Regions from separate parts of the Neogale vison genome. Here region 1 is linked to region 2. A link is a contact called in public Hi-C data. All regions are on one chromosome and are shown on one strand. The core of a region is the stretch at or near the end of the contact, and the rest is flanking DNA. Distances in the headings are between cores, read along the strand shown. Region 1 overlaps BBX (HMG box transcription factor BBX). Region 2 overlaps BBX (HMG box transcription factor BBX).

Region 1 (6,623 bases), core at 2,922-5,421, 100 kb before region 2:
GCAGTGCACAGCCCTCTTCCCCTCTCCCCTACAGAAGTCTCCACTCCTCCTTCTCGCCTCCTACCAGGAAGATAAAGACATAATCAATCAGCTTTCATAGCTCTCACACAGGCTGTACCCTGGTGACAGTTTCTTACCAGTATGGCCGGTCTTTAAAAACTTGCAACAACTGTTTTATGTCTTGCTCCAACATCATGTTTCTCTCAGTTTATGCCAATCCCCTTCCACCATTCTTTAACACTGGACTCTATACTTTAGAAACTGGATACAATTTGAATTTTGTATATCTTCACTATGTTCTTTTTAATCACTAATATTTTAAATACTTTCTTATATGTCATCTTAAAATCCTATAGTAAGAAAAACTAACTTTTCCCAACATCTTTTTAGATAGTGTACGGGAAAGCATCTCCTTTTCCTTACAAGAAAAAGTCCATTTCTCATAGCTTCAAATCAAGGCCAGCAAGGGCCTCCAGTCATTTTTCTACTTTATAAATAATTCAGTGTGTTTTATATTACGGAGGAGTTGAACTTTCAGAGAGTAGGAGATTCAGATCACTAACAGGTTGGTTAAGATCAAACCACCTTAGCCCTACTTTTGCATATATTAGAATCACATACATCACATCAGGAGGAAAACTCTGCCTATGACACCGAAAAACTTGAACCCTACAATATGCAGCTCAGACAGGTAATAAACGGGGCCGAGTCTGGGCCTTTAAATCCTGACCACTTTACATCAATCCAAACCATTCATGTGCCAAGAAGAGAACGAGCCGGAACACTGAAGAGCTCCTTCATGATGGAAAGATGAATGGGGAATTACTAGTGCCTCGTACCTGAACAGCAGACAAAGGGGTCTGTCCTTGGCAAATGAAAAGTCCTACTCACTGTGCCAAGTTCAGGCAACTACTATCACTATTCTTTCAACACCTACCTTCCAGAACAGTTCAAAAAACTTTCAACCTTAAAATTATCACAGGTTTATAGTATCAGAAATCATCATCATAACATGTTATGCTTAATACTTGGGATTTACAAAGTCAGAAAAAATGCTATTTAAAGAAGCAATAATAAACACTTCCTTTCCAGAAAATTACTTTCAATTCTGTAAAGTACATTTTTATTATAAATAAGTGAAGACATGTAGTTTAAAAATGAAAATAGAATTTTCATGTAGAAAAGAGCACAGAGAACAGTGGGGCTAGGTATGTTTTTTATGTTTTAATTTCTGAACCTAAGGCCATCTTCTAATACAATTCATTCATTTTTTAAAAAAAAACATTTTATTTGAGAGAGAGAGAGAGAGAAAGCGAGCACACAAGCTGGGAGGGGGTGGGGCTACGGGAAAGGGGAAGCAGACTTGTCTCCCTTCCCCTCTCCCCCTACCTACGCCACACTGAGCAGAGAGCCTACTGTAGGACTAGATCCCAGGAAGGACCATGACCTGAGCTGAAGGCTTAACTGACTGAGCCACCCAGGCTCTCCTACAATCATTAACTTATTTAATCTTCAAAATGACACTGTGAAGTAGGAACCATAATGACCCACATTTCAGAGGTAAGGCAACTGAAGCTCAGAAGGGAAACTTGTCGGCAGTAACACACCTAAGAAAGGAGCACGCTGGACACCAGGACTCAAGGCTTCCAGTCTATATGTAGGAGACTCTAGAAGCACAGGGGAAACAGTAAACTCTGCAATTGCTGCAATACTTTTTTAAAAATGGGATTAAACTAAAAAGGTTCCTGTGAAGTCCTCTGAAGACCAAAGGACTCAGAGGTAAAATACATGATGACCACCTCTGTCAGCTTGAACCTGTGATTTTCTTTTTCAAGTGTCATGTACCATGCATTGCTAAAGTGACTCAATAGGGTTTCACTTCTTTTAATTAGCATTATGAGCCTGAACTACAATTAAATCATTGTGCTGGCAGTTTATAAGGGTCAGCATATTACATATTCTTGAGTTCACTTAATGACCTCTACAGAACAAGTAAATATTAACAAATGGAATCCAGATCCGTATTTCGTTGGGTGACTTTTTTCCTGCTCTGTGGCTGATCAGTTAAGTATTTTGTAACTAAGATTTACTTTATTTAGTATTCCCCAAATAATTATCCTGGAGTCCACATTATTCCAACTTTCAAAACTTCTGAAATTCATTTAAGAGGTATCACTGCTACCAAACAGCTCCACAGAACCCTAAATCCTAATTTCTCCTGTTACTTCAAATCCTCCCTATGGGGCGGGATAAAGCAAAGTGTGCTGTGGATGGGGAGGCATGTGCAGCAGCTTTAACTACTTCCTTCATAAACGTAACAGGATCTGAGCCACTATCACAAGCTAGCTTTTGAAATTCTGTAACTAGAGTACCTGTGAGGAATGCCCCGAAAACATCCTATGGTCAGAAACTACCAGCCTAGTACCAATCACCAAAAAGGTGAAAATTTTCAGAATGTGTTAAAAACGAGGGTTGGGGGGTAAGCATGACCAATTATTCTTATATAAAAATTGACTCCACTACTCCTATAACAGAGAGAAGCAAACCAGAAGGCTTCTCATGGTTATTTCTAGATGAGATAGAAACATGGGCTCACTAATGAAACTGCACAGTGTTTTACCAGAAAGGGACCTTAGAAATCAGAGTCCAACCCCATCAATTTAAAGATATATAAAATTAAGTCCCATAAGAGGCTAAATTTAAAACTAAATGTTCTTACTCTCTGATAAAGTTTGAGTCCCTTTTGAGCAAATAATTGTTGTTTTGTTACTTGGTGTTTTGGGGTTTTTTTGTTGTTGTTGTAAATTACAAACGAGATTCCGTTTAAGTTGTATTATCAGTAAGACAAATGGATAAAGTGCTATTTTAAAAATTCAAAATTGCTATGTTTATTTATAGTAAGATAAGAGAATAAATTCTGGGTTTCTTTCTTTCTCTCCACTTTCAGTCTCTGAAATAAACTGGATTAATACAGGAAAAGCTTCTGAAGGGAAATTTTATTTTATTATCTATCCTAATGAAAGAAACCCCTGAAGAATGCAGAGGGCAAGAAATTATCTCTTTTGAGGACAATTTACAATTCTCCAGGTTCCTTGCTATTTTAAATAAAGTACCTCAAGGGAAAAAAAAAAAAAAGTGTGCCAATAAGAAGCTTTGTGGGCACAAAATATATGAGACCAAAATCCTATATTGAGAGTTTTAACTGAAAATCAATAAAGATAAAAATCAGGAAAAAAAAAAAATCAGAAAGTTGAATGAAGGATTCTGTGGTAACTGGAACTTTTGCCCAAATACAACATTAGTCAGAGTGCTCCAGACACAGAGAATTTCTGTACGGCATTACTTAGAGCAGACAGTAAGCAATCAGAGAAGCAGAAATCGAGGTCCATTACTCAAGGCAGATAACTTGCATTACCCTCTTCAGCTGCAGCACGGGTGAAGAGTTGATGAAGAAAAATGAAGGCTGAGGAAGAAAGCGAATGGTGTGCCTTTTACATGTAATATTCAGCAAACTCAGGTTAAGTTTCAATCCTGGATCAGTTTTTCCCCATTTCGTTTCTTTCTTCACGTTCATTTAGAAAAATCATCTTGCTTAATGACTTCTGCAACTAGCCTAACGGTTGCCACTAGGTGGCGCCCTCAGCACTCCTTACCACAAGCACCAGATTAAATACCCTCTAGATACCAGGGTCACAGTAGCTTTATGCTGATTCCAAGAACAAGCTGACAAATCGGTGTCTTTTCTCCATCAGATATTGTCTCCTGTTAGAAGGGTTTCCTATTTCTTGAAACTTGCTCTCCATTCTGGCAGCCTCTAGTCAGTTGACAAAAGGTCCTGGCTCTGAAGGCTTAAAAATTCTTATTTTCCATCCCCCAGTTTCTGTAGAGATTATACCGCTGACCTCTCCTACTCATCTGGCAGGAAGTTACCATTTGCAGCGACCTCACCATTTGCAGCGACCTCACCCTAGAATCAGAACCGCATTTTCACAAGGAGCCAACGTTACGTTTTAAAATAGCTAATCCAGTTGCCTGTGTTTTAAAACAACTCATAAAAAAGGACTGTCATTACTACAGAGCTCCTTTTTCCCCCCCCTTTGTCCACAGACAGAAAAAAAGATGAAAGGCAGGAAGTGGCCTATCAACAAGCAGTTCTCCTTTGAAGATAGATAACAAAATTCTGCAGTTAAAAGTATATTTGTAATTGCGAAGTTACTCTTCTTGAACAAATTCCAAATACAGTATCTGTCTTTGATCTTAGAAAGGCATTTTTCTCACTGTTCACAGCAGACACTACTAGTTCAAATGGATAGTTCAGTTAGGCATCCCACTCCCAACAATGGGGAAAAAAAAATGTTCCCTAAAATTTAATAGTGAATTAATACCTTTATTTGTCAACCTAGAAGTAGCAGCTTATGCTCTGCCACTGATGCTGCCTGGGATACTTCTGCCTGCTATAATGACGTAAGAACTTCTCACCCTAACAGTGCCGTCTAATCGCCCTCAGCAGAGCCTCTCAATTCCACCTGTGAGATGTCAGGACGGTCCTGAAGAATCACTCTGTATCTCCTGCAACAGAACTAGTCTATTATCTCAGTAATAATATACGATAACTGTAACAAAAATTTCTGAGGACCTTAAACCTAAATAGAGTTTAAGTTTCATATTTTAAAATAGTACCTATTCTTGGCCTTTCACATTTTTTTTCTTCTTTTTTTTTAAGATTTCATTGATTTATTTGACAGAGAGGGAGAGAGAGCACAAGCAAGGGTAGTGGCAGGCAGAGGGGGAAGCAAACTCCTGCGGAGCTCGATCCCAGAACCCTGGGATCACTTTCTGACCCAAAGGCAGAGCTTAACTGACTGAGCCACCCAGGCACCCCATCCTTTCAAATTTTCTATTACAACAAAAATTCTAGTACTAATATGTAGCTTCAATAATGAATCAAGCCTATTTTAAAATAAAACATCCCTAGTATTTCTCCATGCTCCACTTTAAACAATTAGAGAAGATAAACATCACAGCATTGTATCATTTACTGAAAATTATTTTCCTTAACTTCAACAGCTATTGCTTGTGGGTCTTTCAATACTAAAACAAAACAAAATTAAACAAAAACAAACAAACAAACAAACAAAAAAAGAAACAAAGACACTGTAAAATTATGGGGGGAAGCTCTTATCTTCAATAACTAATAGTTCTTAAAGCTCAGCAAATGAAGAGAAACAGAAGTTTCTAAATGAACCCAAAGGAAGATTTTTAATCCAAGGTAAAAAGCCCCCCCTTACAACATTAGAATTTTCCCAGGCAATCAGGAAAAGAAAACCTTCTGTGGAAAAGAGCTATGCTTTTGAAGTTAACACGTGTACGCACCTGCACACACATGCGCACACTCTCTCAGCTCAGAGCAGACAGAATGATAGGTCTTAGAGAACTGGATCTGTACTTGGACAGTAAAGTATTCCATGTGCTCCTAAAGTATGGTTTTGTTTGAACATGTCCCCAAAAGCCAAATCTAACTTTTGAGACTCATCCATAAAGCCAGCACGTAGTTCGTTTTTGACTGAAGAGTCCGAAAGGTCCGTGTCAAAAAGAAGCATTAAGCATGTGAATGTATGGGGACTCACAGCATCTGTAGGAAAATCCGAGGAAGCAGAATGAGAGAATGACAACCCACAGTGTTACTCTGGCAGCATCCGGCAAATGCTGACATAAATAAATCCTTGTAAATAAATATTCTGAAGATTTTCCTCTCTACCAAAATAGCTATTTTCTTTTCCCTAAAAAAGAAAACTTTGCCTCCCAACCTCATCCAATGGCAGTGATCTTACAGATATATAGGGAAGTGTACATTTACAAAATGTACAACTGCACAGGTTATCAATCCCTGAATCCCACGATCCTTTTGAGATACATCTACAACGCTAAAGTAGAGAAAACTCTAAACAAGGACGGACACAGGGAACCAGTAAAACTGAGGGAAAAAAATTTTCCTTAAATGCATTTACAGTAACATTTATACCCCATACTTCTAATTTAGAAGAAAACTGTGCAACTGTACTCATGTCTATAAAAAATACTGGAAGAACAAAGACCAATATGTTCACAATGGTTATGGAGCTGTATATGCATTGAAGGGGGATTTCAACTTTTGCCCTCAGGCTTTTCAGTGTTTTTGACCTGTAAAATTTTATAAGCAAAAAAGAAAGCCAATGAGTTATTTTAAAATCAAGTATGTTAAGTGTAATTTAATAGAGAACCAAGTGGCAGGCTTCTGAGGTACCAAATCAATACACTGCAGTGAAAAGTCATTTTCTCTTCCTCCTCCTGTCTATGACCATGTGACATCTTTTCACACTTGCTGTAAATTAACTGCTTCACTACATAATGACTGTGACTACAGCAAATGGACCTTTTTGGTCTGTAATTCACTTACTGGGGAGGGTTTTATAGATTTGAGTATTAAGAAGTGAAGCAAGCATAGAGGCGCCTGGGTGGCTCTAAGCCTCTGCCTTCAGCTCAGGTCATGATTCCAGGGTCCTGGGATCAGGTCCCACATTGGGCACCTCTGCTCAGCAGGGAGCCTGCTTCCCCCACCCCCCTCCTGCCTCTCTGCCTATTTG
Region 2 (6,063 bases), core at 3,144-5,643:
TCTGCCTCTAACCCAGCTTGCGTTCTCCGTATCTCTCTCTCAAGCTCTTTCTCAAATAAATAAATAAACCCTTAAAAAAAAAGTTTCTATATATGCCATATATATACTGAAAATTCTTTAGGTAAAAACTGCACAAATTTTTGTCAAGTGTTTCCAAAAGCATACGATTTTGCAAAACACTTGCTATCTATAGAAGTACTTTAAAAATACTTTTACCAGGTTAAAATGAATACTTTATTAAAGAGAAAGTTGGCTGAAATAGCTGATGTCCTTATAAGCTAAGAAAAAATTATTGCTTCTGCCTAAATCTTTGAAATAAAGTTTTTTTTTTAGTTCGATTCTTTTTTTTTTTTTTTTTAAATAAGGGGGGGTGGGAGGTTGGGGTAACCAGGTGGTGGGTATTAGGGAGGGCATGTATTGCATGGAGCACTGGGTGTGGTGCAAAAACCAATGAATACTGTTATGCTGGGGAAAAAAATTTTTTTAAATAAATAAATAAATAAGTATTTGGCCACACACACACATATTGTCCTAAAATCAACATGTGCAATAAATAAAATCTTTTAAAAAATAAAAATAAATATGTGCTGCTATAGATGGAATAATACTATATACAAACAGACTCTAAACTCTACTTTAAAATGTGTAATAGTAATAATAATGATATAATAGAATTCTTTTTAAAAAAAATCAGACAACTACTCTTAGAGAACATGGTATAGGATTAAGCATAGATTTAATAGACTCTATCAATTCTGTCTAACTGCTGATAACCTGCATTCCTTATGTAGAACTCAAGCAAATTTTATTATCTTAAAGTTCTGTTTGCAAACAGCCAACACAAGGATATTAAGTACCAAGGATGTATGCAATGTTATAAAAACTGAACAACATCATTTCATGCCCACAGCAGAGGAGTCCAATTAGCAAACTACTAATTATAATTTGGCATACAATTCCATTCTTAAAGCTACTTTTTAAAAATCTCTGCTTAATTCCACAATTATCTGTCTAGCATGTACAAAGCACTGTTAGGCCCTGCAAGACCGAAGACTGAAGAAAATAAAGTCCTTTCATTTCATACTTGGTAGGAACAAGGCACTTACAAAGGATCACAGAAGGGAAAATCCCCAAATTTTGGAATCCTGAAAAGAGACTGGCCTGTATCACCAAAAATGATTGTGCAGAAATGGAGAAAAGGTTATTCCTTTCCTAGGATGCAGAGGAAGTGTCTTAGATTTCTCTTTTATCTATCCTACACTTCAGAACTTAAGTGTGATTACTCTATAAAAGCTCAGTAAGTTAAAGTATGATTAAAGATATTTTAAGACAAAACTAGCAGCTCCCATGAAAAATTAAAAGCTTGGTTTAAATTTGCTCCTAGTTAAATATAGATTATTCTTTAAGCAAAATTCATTCAGGAATTCACTTATGAATAAAAATTAAAAAGGTCAGCCTGAGATCAGATATCAGGAAGACTTTAGTTCTTTCATATTTTAAACATTTATTTGCATAATTACAGAAGGCTAAACCATGAAATTTAGCATGTCTTATTAAAAATATTGACCGTTTAATATTTTAAAACCATGGGGTATTTTTTCCTGATAGCATACCTCTATCATTCCTATTTTTGGTAAACAAACTACTAAGAATTCAACTAAAGTTTAGTGTAACGAACATCAAAAGATAACATTCCTTTACTAAAATGAATCCCCTGTGGAAACTGTATTTTTGATTCTTTAAAAAAATAAAACATGGGGTGCCTGGGTGGCTCAGTAGGTTAAAGCCTCTGCCTTCAGTCAAGTCATGATCCCAGGGTCCTGAGATGGAGCCCCACATGGAGCTCTTTGCTCAGTGGGGAGCCTACATCCCCCTTCTCTGTCTCTGCCTGCCTCTCTGCCTACTTGTGATCTCTGTTAAATAAATAAAATCTTTTTAAAAATATATATATAAAACAAATTGTTAATATGTATTAATCACATGAATGTGCTATAACAATTTTGAACATTCAAAGAAAAAGCAAGGATGGTATTATTGCAGGAGAGTAGTGAGAATAGTAACAATGGGAAAAATTAACAACAAAAAAACTTTGGATGTGAGACTTTATTTTTTCTAAAGGTTTTACTTATGTATTTGTCAGAGAGAGAGAGAGCACAAGCAGGAGACACAGCAGAGGGAGAGGGAGAAGCAAACTCCCTGTTGAGCATGGAGCCCAGTACAGAATTTGATCCCAGGACCCTGGGATCAAGACCTGAGCCAAAGGCAGATGCTTAACGGGCTGAGCCACCCAGGCGTCCCAGATGTGAGATATCTTCTGCTAAAATACAAGCACCAACAGAAGCGAGGTCTTTGAAAATCAGATAAAAAGGCAACATAAACTCCTAGTAAACTGAACTCTTTATTTTTTCATTTTTAAAAAAGAATGATGCATCAGTAGTCTATTTTTATTACATTAACCTTTCATAATTTCCTGTATCTGAACTTGAACTCTGTAAATGATACTAAGCAGTTAAAATGAAGGAGACCCAACTAATTGCCTACATAATGCCATAAGTAACTCAAATTTTACCTAAAAGATTACTGGCTTTTTAAAATCTGCTGCACTGATTAAAAATGACCTTCTCAAATACAATGCAAAGGTACATGGGGGGAAATTCACTGCCATAAATACATAATTATATAAGTAACAGAAATACCCTAAAACTTGCCAACTCATGTTCTTAAAACTAGATTTAAAAATTAATTCTGAAGAAAATGATAGTTAAAACTTAAAAGATACTCAACCCACTACAGGTACCTAAGGTCCCCAAAGGAAACAGAGAACTCCAGTACAGAATGAAGACGGGGCTACAAAGAGCAACAGGGCTCCACACCAGCCTAAAAGCTGGCGGCATTACTGGGGAAGAACACACTATCTAAACCGTGAGGATTAAACTCCTTTAACTTCTTCTCTCTGGTCATAAAAGAGGCACCCTCAACACAGGTTAAGTGTCTTATGCAGAAAGAAGCATAAAGAAGTCTGTTGAGATGGGAGGGACTGCAGAGTATCCATCAACATTTGTTTGAAAAGATCTGCCAGGCCTTGAGGAGTTACACTTAAATAATGTGACCCTTCCAGACAGGACAATAAGGAGACAGATTAGACCCTTCAAGGGATGATTCATCTTCCGACTCATGGCGAGAGGGGGATCCAATATAAAGCTTGGATTCTGCATGTTTGCTTAAGTGTCTGGGCAGCTCTTGGCGTAGCCTGTAACTAAACCAGTGAGCAGACTGCACCTAGGGTCGCAGGGTAAGTTACTCAAGAAGGCTCCAGACTAAGCCATAAAACCAGCAACTCTTCCAGGCCGAGCCTCACACAAGAACACCTGCTCGTCACCTCGTGTGGGAGCAGAGGACAGCTCCCAGCCCAAGATGGGCCAGGATGCTTTCTCACCCCTTTACAAGAACTGTCACCCACTCAGATGTTGAAGAATACTCTTAATGAATAGAAGCAGTATAGCGAGATAATAAAAAGCTGATTTTAAAAGCAAAGTAGCTTACTTCCACAACTCTGGGGGGAACACAGTGTGAAAGTGAGAAAAGACACAGGCAATTCTTCCCCAGCCTGTGTGACCCTTCCCCAGTTTCTCAGGGCTCCATAAACTCGGTGACTACCCCTGTGCTTGAGGGCTGGAGTATAAAATGAGATGGTCCTTCAAGGCTCACAGAGTCACTGTAACAGTTACAAAATCTTCGAGGGACCAATATTTAAACAATTGCCTTTCCTATTACCTTGACTGCTTCAAGATTAATTCACCCTGATCAGGTAGCTACCGCCTGCAAATGCCTTCTTCCACTTTTCCTAATCCACCGCCCTCCTGCATTTCAAGGGACAGGGAAAATGTCACCAGTCGGGGACCAGCCCACATTCCCCATGGCCCGGAAACCGAAGGGATTCTCCTTCCCATCTGCTCCCCGTGAAACCATGGGGCTGGCCTTGCCTCCCAGTGAGCTGCCCATGCTGTGCTTCTCCCTCCTTCCTGCAGACAGAGGCCCGCAGGCAAAGAGCCTGCTCTAAGGCCAAGAGCCCCTCTGCTGTCTAAGCAGACAGACAGGAAAATGAGGACACAGGAAGCCCATGGTTCTGGAAAAGGAGAAAGGAGTTAAACACGCAGGTGCCACTGTTTTCAAAATACGTAAAATCCTAACCTGGCCACTAGTACTGGATTATTTTTTGTACATACAAAATCTCATGAGAATTAGGGTTCCAGTAACTTTACTCATAGACAAATGAAGTTTAAACTCCACCCTATCTTCCAGAATCAATCTGTGTCCCCACCAGCTAGAAGGCAGTGTGGTAAAATGTCCTCTCCTGAATGAATTTATATTCAAGTTGCTTTCTCTCTGGAGCTCCTCACTGTTGCCTGGAAACAGGAAACCCTTCCCACCTACATGCTTCCTGACAACCCCCCCACACACACACAACAGTCTCCCTCTTACAGTGCAATGAATGTACCTGGCCACACTTCTACATACTATTTTTCTTAAAGAAGAACTGATTCTTTTAAACAGAAATTTTGCCATTTGACTGCTTAGGGAGAACAGTCACTAGCCAAACAAATTAGTCCTGAAAACTTGAATTAACTTAGGTAGCAGAACACCAACCCCTTTCCCCCCACACCCATCCCTGCAAAATGCACTTTAATTAAAAGCATTTAAAAATGGTGAATTTAAACACAAATTAACTAAAACAAGTGTGTCAAATAAAAACAAAAGTTATCTCGAGTTTTTCAAGCTACTGCTTTGCCTCACTAGCACTTCTCTGAAAACCCAATCTTCTTGAGGTTAGGAAGAACACCAGCTTTTTAACAGTCTCCATACCTGAACCACCACGTGCACCTTGGTACCCCCTTACTTCAACACTCACATCACCAGTTGTTAAGTCCATATGGAGCTCATTATATCCCTTCACTCACTCAATCTTTCCTGTCCACTCCTTTTGCTACCACTGAACTTTAAGTACCCAATTAATTTTCATTTAAGATTATTGGATACATGGATATTGGATGTAACGGGAGCTACTTCCGTTATTATCAGGGACTTAGAGAATACCATATGCCAAGAGACAGAGAAGCCATTTATATATTTTAGCTCACTATTTTTTCCAGTAGTCAGTGGGACAGGTATTTAAGTTATTATCCCGCTTTAAAGATGAGGAAAGAAAGACTTGGGAGTTTAAGTAGCTTGAGTGATCATACACTTAAAAGAAGCCTCAAATTCCTCTCCTTGCAAGACAGAAGCAGAACACCTTTATCTGCCAATCCTTCCTCCTATTCCTACTGATTTTTCTCTTTGGAAATGTTGTTTTGATAAATTTAAAACCACAAATGTGCATTTACTTCCTTGCTAGGTGAATCACATTCTGCTTCACACTCACCAACATTACCACACACTGGTCCACCCCCTCCCTTTAGAGAGGAACAGGTGTTTCAAGGATCCTTTTTAGTATTTTAATTAATAGGATGTATGGTAACAAATTCTATGTGCCTTTTAGAGATGCAGTAAAAAATAAATTTCTTCTTGTGATTTAATGTTTATAAAGAGCTTTGGGAGAAAAAAAGTCGTTATTAAAGTTTTGGTCAGTCCCTTCTAGCCAAAGACACAGACCCTAATACTAAAACAAAATTCATAAGGTAAAAATTAACCAGAGAGATCAATCCTTGGAATGTTGACTTGCACCTAAAGAATACTGAATGTCAAAAAGCAAATCTGTGCCACAAATTTATTCAGCTTATAATTTTGTCCTATTATATTCCATAGATCAATGAACAAGGTCCTATAGAACTATGAACAACAGTAAGTTCATAGTTCTATAAATCCTCTTAGTTTTGGCCTTCATTTGCATGAAATATACAAATAACCTTAGATCAAACAAAAAAAGATCTCTAATACAAAACTGAAAACTAGAAAAATGACCCAAAGCTATTGAGTTAGTGAGGATAAGAAATTGAAGTTACATGTTGTTACTGAAGAATTTCCAGATAACATATTCTCTGGTACAAAATACACACAGGGTTGTGA

The links. Hi-C and Micro-C count contacts between places; a contact is called where the count stands out from the background.
Region 1: a contact with region 2 is called in a Hi-C map of fibroblasts, with 2.5 times the contacts expected there. The contact joins two enhancer-like sites. A contact is called at or near these places in 2 of 3 Hi-C or Micro-C datasets (fibroblasts and muscle).

What each region holds. Positions count from the first base shown.
Region 1 is chr6:55,085,614-55,092,236 of ASM_NN_V1, reverse strand. All of the region lies in intron 4 of BBX (HMG box transcription factor BBX), which reads right to left. Among named protein-coding and RNA genes, the nearest start is that of BBX, 150 kb to the right of the region's middle. Within about 2 kb of position 4,171, the one cell type or tissue checked has open chromatin away from gene starts, as enhancers often do. A contact at or near this core is called in fibroblasts, where this site is marked.
Region 2 is chr6:54,986,526-54,992,588 of ASM_NN_V1, reverse strand. All of the region lies in intron 2 of BBX (HMG box transcription factor BBX), which reads right to left. Among named protein-coding and RNA genes, the nearest start is that of BBX, 53 kb to the right of the region's middle. Within about 2 kb of position 4,393, the one cell type or tissue checked has open chromatin away from gene starts, as enhancers often do. A contact at or near this core is called in fibroblasts, where this site is marked.